Regions from separate parts of the Mus musculus genome. Here regions 1 and 3 are each linked to region 2. Evidence: chromatin contacts called from public Hi-C data. All regions are on one chromosome and are shown on one strand. Each heading gives the region's core, a stretch centred on a gene start, on an enhancer-like site or on the middle of the called end of the contact. The rest is flanking DNA. Distances are from core to core; before and after follow the strand shown.

Region 1 (3,034 bases), core at 223-2,722, 130 kb before region 2:
TTATAATTACATCCAGCACCTTTAACAAGTTTGTGGATCACATGGTACCTTATTCTCTGTAGGGATTTTTTTTCATGATTTTTAGAGTTCAACTATATTATTTTACTTTTCTTATTTGTTTAGAGATTCTCCATCTATTCTATGTGCTTTTTCAAACTTGCACATCCTAAACCCTCTGTTTCATTTGTAGCTCCTCTTCTCATTTCTCTTATCAGTGACTTACCAGAATCCATTAATTGTAATCGAGAGAAGTGTGATGGTTCCTGTCAGTTTGACAGGGTCTGGAATCTCTTCCAAGACAAGCCTCCTGGTGCACCTGTGAGGGATTATTTAGATTATGTTAAACTCTGGTCATTCCTGTGAGAGAATAGCTGTCAGGTTATTTGAGGTGTTAGGATTCACTCTAAAAGTTGGAGGCATAATATCGTTGGCTGGAATCCAAGAATGAATAAAAAAAGAGAAAGCTAGTTGAGCAAGCACATTCATTTCCCTGTGCTTATTGTTTACAGACACAATATCATCAGCTGTCTCAAGTCACAAGACAGCTTCACTGCCACAGTGGACTGTACACTGGAACTGTGCATTAATATATATCCTCTCTCTCTTAACTTGCCCTCATTGGGTATTTTATCACAGCACTAACTCATTCAGTTGCTGTGAGTTGCAACTGAAATCATTTAAAATATTTATTTAAATATTATATATATATATATATATATACATATATATATATATATATATATCCTGTTGAAATATCTCTGTTTATATGAATAGGAAATTTAGAATATGTAGTGATGGGCTGTGTCAGTCAGTCAATTAGTATTAAGAAGTCCTGAGTCTGATAACTCTGCAGGAGCTAGGCAAAATGCTGCATGCCTGTGAACACAACACTCAGAAAGATAAGGCAAGCAGACAGCTCAGCTTTCAATATAAAAGGTATTCATACTTTATAAGAAATGTGGTAAGAGCCATGTCATCATCAACTATATAGTTAGTCTGAGGGCAGACTGGGCTGCATGAAAGCCTGTCTAAAAAAACAACCAAAAGCAATATTAATTAGCCTACTACAGTGTTTTCATATGCACAAAGGATTAATATGTGCAGAGACATGAATAGGTCCCAGAAGCCTGGCAATGCATGCTGGGTAATTCCATGCACATACTATTCTAGAGGAAGATAAACCTTTAAAGCTTTAAAACCCAGATCAGTGCTTTCTCGTGATCACACCACAGTGAGGTCATGGCTTGAAGAGTTACATGGGAAGTTTTACAGGTGGCAGGGATGTTCTATATAGGTGTGCAAGCAGGAAAGGCAGGAGGCTGGCTCGTCCGATTGCATTTGTACTCAGGAAAGAGAATGAACAGGATGCTGGTCTGTTTGTCTATAAAGACTCATGGCCCACACTAGGTTATTCATGGACTCCAGTCAGGCTGCATATTCTCTAACTCCTATGACCTCCCTAAACCTGGCCACCAGCTGTGGACTAAGTGTTCCAACACGTGAGATGATGTGGGACATTTCACAATCAAATCATAACACTCCACTGCCGTTTACATGTTTGTTGTCTGTGCAGTTAGTTACTTAATTTACAACAGAAATTAAAGCTTTAAAAGAAGCTTTGGTGATGGAGAGTTTGCTCAGTGGTTAAGAGTCCTTGTTGCTTTATTAGAGAGTCCAGGTTTCATTTTCAGTACCCATGTGGTGGTTCACAACTGTTTGTAACTACAGCCTTAGGAAATCTAATCCCTTATTCTCACACACTTAGTCACCAGGCATGCATGGGGTGCACATACTTGCATACCTGCTGGCAAAATAACTCATATAAATGAAATAATAAAATAATTTGAATATATTTTTAGAAAAAACCACATTTTTAAAATAAGTCACTTTACTAAATCACAGCCAATATTTCCATTCCTTTACTTTACTGAACACATTTATTAGTGTTACATAAAATTTGAGAGTCTATTTTTATGAAATCTGGAATAATTTCTGCTCCTAATGTCTGTTTATTTGTTATGCAATTATCGTGTCATCAATTATAAAAGTATCAGAAGGATCAGTTCAATAATCATGCAGAAAAACAGGCTGTACTTTCTGAGTGTGCACCACGGAATAGTTCACAAACAAGCAACAACACATGCTTTGTGATTACAAGTGTATTGCATATGTCTGAGTTCCATTTCCAGTTACTGTAATAAAATACTCTGGCAATAGCTACTTAAGGGAGAAGGGATTTATTATAGCTTATAGCTTCAGGTTACAATTCATTATTATGGAGAAATTGAAGTAGAAGAAGTTCTAGACAGCTGCTCACATTGGACCCATTTTCTATAAGCAGAGAGCAATAGGTTCTCTCTGTCTCTGTCTCTGTCTCTGTCTCTGTCTCTGTCTCTGTCTCTGTCTCTGTCTCCGTCTCCGTCTCCGTCTCCGTCTCTGTCTCTGTCTCTGTCTCTGTCTCTCTCTCTCTCTGTCTCTCTCTCTCTCTCTCCTCTCTCTGGTTTTCATTCAGTACAGGACTCAGCTCACAGAATGCAATGCCCACATTATAGTAAGACTTCCTACCATCTAGAAATTGAACGGGTACTCACTTAGTAGCTTCATTCCTATCAGCTAGTTTCTAAGGTGCTACACACATTGCTGTAGGAGAAAAGTAAGCCCCAGTCTCACTAAGCCATGAACTCTGAAAGTGACAACAGTGATTGTTATGGTAGCAGCAAAATGTAATGGGAGTAACCAGTCACTTTCTGATTGGATGGAAAGCCAACTCCATGTGATGGAATCAGACACCTGACATTTTTAAAGAAGGCAAGAAGCTGTGACTAGATATGCCGTAGAATCTAGAGGGAAAACCCAATATTATTATGCTAAATGGACCTAGTATTATCACAACTCCTAATGACTTTACACAAATGTTTTCTTGAGGTTATTTGACAATCTCTGTCTCTTAAATCTGTCCACGCACTTTTCTGTAAGACCCCAAGCTTAGGTGGAAGTAGGTATGGTATGCATGTTCCTTATAAGGATGAACACT
Region 2 (2,917 bases), core at 278-2,777:
TACTCTCACTCTAAAGAATCGAATTGTCCTCTGCTCAGATAAGAAGATATTCTTCAACAAAGCTTGTGCATTGAGAGGGTAGGCATGGAGCAATAAGAGAAGGGTCTACCACTTATCTAAACATATCAACAGACTTAACCGTGACAATCAATAGGGTGACTGATATCACAACCAGATCACTTACATGTCATCAAGAAGCTCTTTGTATATATGAAATACAAATCACTTCCCTATACTCTTCAAACATTTTTTACTATCATTTTATACCAATAAAGATATTCATATGATGGATAAAATATATCTGCAAAAACCACACAAAAACTAATTATTAATATGTAGAAAATATAGCTGTACTTATAACTTTAAATAAATAACATTTTAACCCAGCTTAAAAATTCAGGCATAATTATAAACAATAATCTTTCTTGTTAAAAGTTCGAGAACACCAAGCTGACAAAATCACTGAAGAGGTGTTACGATAGTTTAATGACTCTACTTGCAACTAATTGGGTCAAAGCCTTATTTTTTTAATAGGCCAAGTTTGGAATGTCAACCATGAGATCGTTGTATTTCTCTGCCCTTAGGACAGATAAAGTAAAACAACCAAGAAAAGCAAAAGCAAGTCTGCAGGAAGTCAAGAGATTAGCAACACCAAGTGAGTTATTCTTGATATAGAAGGTTTGCATCTCCTGTTGCTCTCTTGTTTGCATCCATTCTGTGTCTTGAATTTGTTGCATACCAATATCATGTGTGTATCCTCAATATTTTCCTAGCTTTAGAAGTCTGTATTGCATACTAACAAAAGCTTTGATTATTGGGGCAGGGGTAGTCATAATCCCTTAATTGTGTGTCTGTATGTGTTTTGTCTATGTAGTATGTTTGAACAAGGTTTCCTAAATATTGCTTTTGGTGTTGGGGTACAAGTTTAGGGGATACATATATATATATATATATATATATAGTATATTACTTATATAAAGGATATATATGTGTATATATATAGTATATTACTTAGTTATGTCTTATAAAATCTTAAAAGTAAGGGTTTTTAAAATACCTCTTTGTTATTTTTGTCCCAACTCTTGGTTAGCAATTCTCAAGGCTGTCTCACCTTTCAATTAGATCCTGTTTTCTTTTGAATAGATAGTGTGCTATAGATAAGCTATAAATTCCATTATTGCACACTAAATACATTTAAAAGGCATAGTAAGAACTAGCCATTTCAAGAACTATTATTTATCCTAATTGTTCCCATCTGAGTTTGGAAAGGATCCTGGCCTGAAAGTCTTCAACAACTTGCCAAAAGCCTGTCAGCTTTGATAACTCGCACTGCTCTGAACTTGGCTCAGAAGGGTCAGTTTCAGAGTGAACACTAAGCTCCCCACGATATCCAAGCTTGCTTAAAAATGCAGAAACACTGCCAGCTGACTTGCAAGCCACTAGATTTTCGACCTTAAGAGGCTCATGTTTTCTTGGAACCAGGGATGGGCTGGTAAGCAAAAGGAAGCCATTCCCATGTGGAACTACAGAGCAGATGGAGTGGCCCTGTGTGCTGGGGACCATCTGTTTTTGTTAGAACATGGTTTATGCATTGGCCTAATGATTTAGAATGAACCTAGGGATACAACAAAGCCCTAAATTAAGCTTATTTGATTAAATAACTGAATGCATCTATGCACTTTATTTAATTATTTTATGTTACATTAATCTTTGTTACATATAGTTTTTTTTTTTCACTTACGAATTATGTAAACATTGTTGGTGTCTTTATTACCAGGGTTATAGTCAATTGGTTTTTTTTTTTAAGGGTATAATTTGTGCTATTAAATTGTAAACATCATGAAGCAAAGAATGAAATATTTGCCTCTTCGTGGTTACAGTTACTTTGTTTAATAAAAGCCTAGAGGCTTAAGAGAGGACATTACCACATATTTGTGTCATGAATGAATAAATGCGGAAATAATAAAATGAATGAAGAAGATGGACGATGTATTTAAAAATGTTCCTTTTTTTTTCCTGGTCTCATAAACTTTCTCATTGGTGACATTTTAAAGATCTTTTTGATAGGTAAATTATATTTTGTAATGTTCCTTTGAAGTTTGTTCTTTGTTATCTTATTTATGATTGTATGTACTTTCTTCCCATGTATACCATAGTTAAAATCTGACTTATACCTCTATGATCACTATTCCTAGTTGTTAACTTGACCCCATCTAGAATGAACTACAATCCAGAAATGTAGGGCACACCTGTATTGCAGATCTTGAGGCTTGTGATCTGGATCTTGACATAGTAACTACGAAAACCTTAGGCCCTGGCAAGGTGGGTATACACATTTAATGACAGGAGACAGAGGCGAGCAGATCTCTGAGTTCAAGAAGAGCACGAGACAGAGCAAATTCCAAGTAAAGAATAGCTTAAGTTCAGACATGGTGGTACACACCTTTAATCTGGGCCATATGCTCTGGTAGAGGCCTACATAATGAAGGCTTCCTTTTCCACTGCCTGTTTGTGTTTACTTCCCAGCACATCTGTTGGAACCTACTTCTTCAGGATTCCTGTTCGTACAGAAGACCAGCTGAAACACCTAGCCTTGTGGGAGTGAGCAATTACTAGATTCTTGGATTTCCATTCAAAGTGCCCACTAATGGGTTAGTTAAGACTCCAGACTGTAAGTCATTCCAATAATTTCCTTTAATATAACGAGATATTCCATAAGTTCTGTAACTCTAGAAATCCCTGACTAATACAACATTAGAACTCCTTATAAATCATTTATCTTCATTCATTTAGAGAAGGCAACCCCTTTATTGAGTCTGACTAATACCAAGTGTCATCAGTGATGTTGTATAACTCTCGTCTTCCTGTCACCTCTGTTGTATACTTCTATGAAGCCAGTTATAACAAGAAATTCTGA
Region 3 (3,071 bases), core at 248-2,747, 190 kb before region 2:
TGCTGGCAATGTCCACAAGAAAAACTCTGTATGCTTTAGTCTGTTATTGTGATTTCTAAGCAAATCTGGTGTTGCCGCTGGTGGTGCTTTGTTTTCATTGGTCAAGAACCATGAAGTGGAAGGAAGTATGGCTTTCCAAAGTTATATCAGTTCCTACAGCTCTTCCTCTCAGACGGGAATATCAGATGGGCAAGACTAGAACAATGCAGCCTAACGTCCATGCCAGCTCTGCCTGTTAGCCTCCTCTCTGGCAAGGACTTGCACAGGTACAGGGGTCCTGACGTCAGACATGTTTGCTAAGGGAAGGATCGATGGGTCACAGTCAGCCTGGAAACCCGTGCATGTTATTTTAGCTGAGGCTCCCATTAGCAGTTCATCTTTGTATAGATGTGCTGGCAAAGCCTGTCTTATAGGAGGCTGACTATAGGATCAAAGTCTAAAAACAAGAGTAGATTGATTTCAGATAAAAGAAATGATGATAACAGAGACCCAATTCTCCATCTGCAGATGATCAGCTTGCAGCCAGGCAGAAGCATCCATCAGTGGGCGGTGCCTGGCCTGAAAACCAGCCTATCACTGCCTATGATTTCAAATGCAAAGCCAAGACCAGTTCTCAGCCAAAAGATTACTTCAGATTCCTTCAGTCACAGAAGTTACGGGATGACTGGACATACTCCCATAATACCTGGTGTTGCTTCTATAGCTGAGATAATTTTGTAGATTCAGTTCTGGGTGATGAAGTAGTGTGATACTTGGTCTCTCCACTGAGATTCAGGACACATTTATTTCTCCAGAGTGAGGAATTCTCTTTGATGTACTTGGCGTTTTGAGGATGCTGAAAGTTCATGCTGGGTTGGCAGATTAGCACTGGGTCACTCCTGTGCTCTTTCTAATATTCATGATTGTTCTTACATTGCGTAGATTTTGAGAATAGCTAAGTACTAAGGTCATCTTTTGGATATTTATGTACAATAGTGAAATCCTCTCAGCAACTTGGCCTGATATTTAACAGTCATAATGCTGAGAATTCTTTTGATGTAATGTAATGAATTAAAGGATTTTGAAAGTGTTGATGGCTTTAAGATTTTTTTTCTAAATTCAAGCACCCCAAGTTTTGAAGCATTGACTGACTATATTGGATTAATACACTAAGACTTAGAGAAAAATGTTATGGCTCTAACATTTGAAAATTCCATGTAGTTTCTAGTGATAAAGTGTTATTCTCTTGCCTTCATCTGTTGCTTTCTCTGACTTCCAATTTTTGCTCGAAACTTTAAAAGTATCATCTCAGAGTAAAAGTCCGAGGGGAGCAGGTTAAGTCATGCACACCCTGGCAGCTTCAAGAATGTCATGCGTTCTGGGTTTAACAGCTGCTTCGTGAGACCCACAGCCTAAAGTTCTCCCTCCTACATTCTACTGCAAAAGCCTGAAGGCTAGTTTCAGAACATTTCTGAATTCCTCACTCCAACTAGCATGCTACAGAAACTGAGGGACTCTTTTCGGACACAAGATGGCAGTAGCACACCGTTCACATTGATCATTTCCTCAGAGGGATTGTAGTCACACAAATCAGTTATTTTGTGGTAAGTTAAAAGTCCCCCTGAAAGAGGAGGGAAAAGGCCCTTTAAGATTATGACTAGTACCGTAACCACCTTTTCCCTACAACCCCAACTGTCATATCTATACATTTCTGATGTAGTCCTTCAATGACTTTCAAGAACAGAATGAAATACAAAAAGTTCAGGAGTCTCCGTATCAAGGAAAGAAATGCCTAAGAAAGCAAGGTCAACCATTATGAAGATGCCCTGCATCAATAGCCTTGAGACTACATACTGTGTTCTCACAATAAAGTAGGTTTGAGAGGCTATTTATTGATGTTCAACTTGATTTACAACAATCCTTTGTTATCATTGGGTTTTTGTATTATTTTCTTTTCTTTTATGGAATTTTGGAGTTTTGCTTTTTCTAGTTTTCTGAGTTCAAAACACACCACACCACACACACACACACACACACACACACACACACACACACAAGTTGTTCACCACTTACACAAAAGAAGTATTTAAAATATAAGCTTGTTTTTCTTTGTTTATATTTCATTAAAAAAGTATACAATATGTATACTTTCATGTATCAATTAGTCATTCAGTTAAGAATATGTAAGAAAACATTTTTTTTTTTACAGAATCACATATGGTTTCAATTAAAGTTTTGTTATTTGTCTTTCAAAATCTTAGTAAAAATAATGAGAATTGAATCCGTACTCTGGCATAAGAATATATTGAGTTACAAATATCTGTGATAGGTTCATGAAAACTTGGAAACAATAATACAGGCAGAGGAGTCCAGGATGATTCTAGAATTCTGATTCAGAATTAAGACTTCCCTGTTGGCAGAAAATTTCCCGTGGTTTCCCAGAAGCACAAAACTGCCTTGACAGTACGGAACGCAAGGTGGCAGAATGACTTTTCAAAACCTTTTAACTCAGGGTGCTCAAAATTTAGAAAAGTTACTAAAAAGTAGCTAGCATGTACTAATAAGAATTGGGGAAATCCTACATGTTCTCTAAATTTTACGACAATTTCAAGTGTTAGGAAGCAAAGAATGCATATTAAGAAAACCCTACTATGCCAGTTTTTACCACAATTAAAAAATATAGAAGTTTTAGTGACTATTTTTATTGTTACTATATATTTTATAAATTACTAATCGTCTTTTAATGAACCTGTCTTGTGATTTAGCAGTGAATCTGCTTGTTAAGAAAAGTTTTGAAATTGCTTTAACATTTAAATTTCTAACAGACATCATTTGGAGCACTACTTCATTTGAGCTTTTATGTGAAGGCTAAACTATGTTAACATCAGCTTTCCTAAAATAAAATAAATATCTATAATAAAACATAGTACCTATGGCCAGGGGAAAATATCATTGTGAAGGCTGAATACTAACATTGACAGTATATAAAAATATGTAAGCTGAGGTCCGTTTTCATTATTTTTGTAAGCACGACACAAGAATGTTTACCTAAGTTTATCTGAAAGTGTTAGGGTAATAAAAGTTTTTATGAA

Evidence for each region. A called contact is a pair of places that touch in the nucleus more often than the background predicts.
Region 1: a Hi-C map of uterus shows a contact between it and region 2, with 2.0 times the contacts expected there. The contact joins two enhancer-like sites. A contact is called at or near these places in 6 of 484 Hi-C or Micro-C datasets (the HL-1 cell line, nephron progenitors and uterus).
Region 3: a Hi-C map of uterus shows a contact between it and region 2, with 5 times the contacts expected there. The contact joins two enhancer-like sites. A contact is called at or near these places in 1 of 39 promoter capture datasets (the 3T3-L1 cell line), 11 of 484 Hi-C or Micro-C datasets (the 3T3-L1 cell line, 3T3-L1-derived adipocytes, embryonic fibroblasts and 4 more) and 1 of 115 datasets of contacts at active chromatin or transcription factors (heart atrium).

The regions. Positions count from the first base shown.
Region 1 is chr16:86,825,284-86,828,317 of GRCm38.p6, reverse strand. It overlaps Gm32624 (predicted gene, 32624), which reads right to left. Exons shown (of 3, transcript NR_169090.1): 2 at 224-316. Among named protein-coding and RNA genes, the nearest start is that of Gm32624, 9.9 kb to the right of the region's middle. Within about 2 kb of position 1,472, at least 6 of the 459 cell types and tissues checked have an H3K27ac peak or open chromatin away from gene starts, as enhancers often do. A contact at or near this core is called in uterus, where this site is marked.
Region 2 is chr16:86,693,216-86,696,132 of GRCm38.p6, reverse strand. No RefSeq gene overlaps it. Among named protein-coding and RNA genes, the nearest start is that of Gm32461, 110 kb to the left of the region's middle. Within about 2 kb of position 1,527, at least 33 of the 459 cell types and tissues checked have an H3K27ac peak or open chromatin away from gene starts, as enhancers often do. A contact at or near this core is called in uterus, where this site is marked.
Region 3 is chr16:86,881,152-86,884,222 of GRCm38.p6, reverse strand. No RefSeq gene overlaps it. Among named protein-coding and RNA genes, the nearest start is that of Gm32624, 66 kb to the right of the region's middle. Within about 2 kb of position 1,497, at least 25 of the 459 cell types and tissues checked have an H3K27ac peak or open chromatin away from gene starts, as enhancers often do. A contact at or near this core is called in uterus, where this site is marked.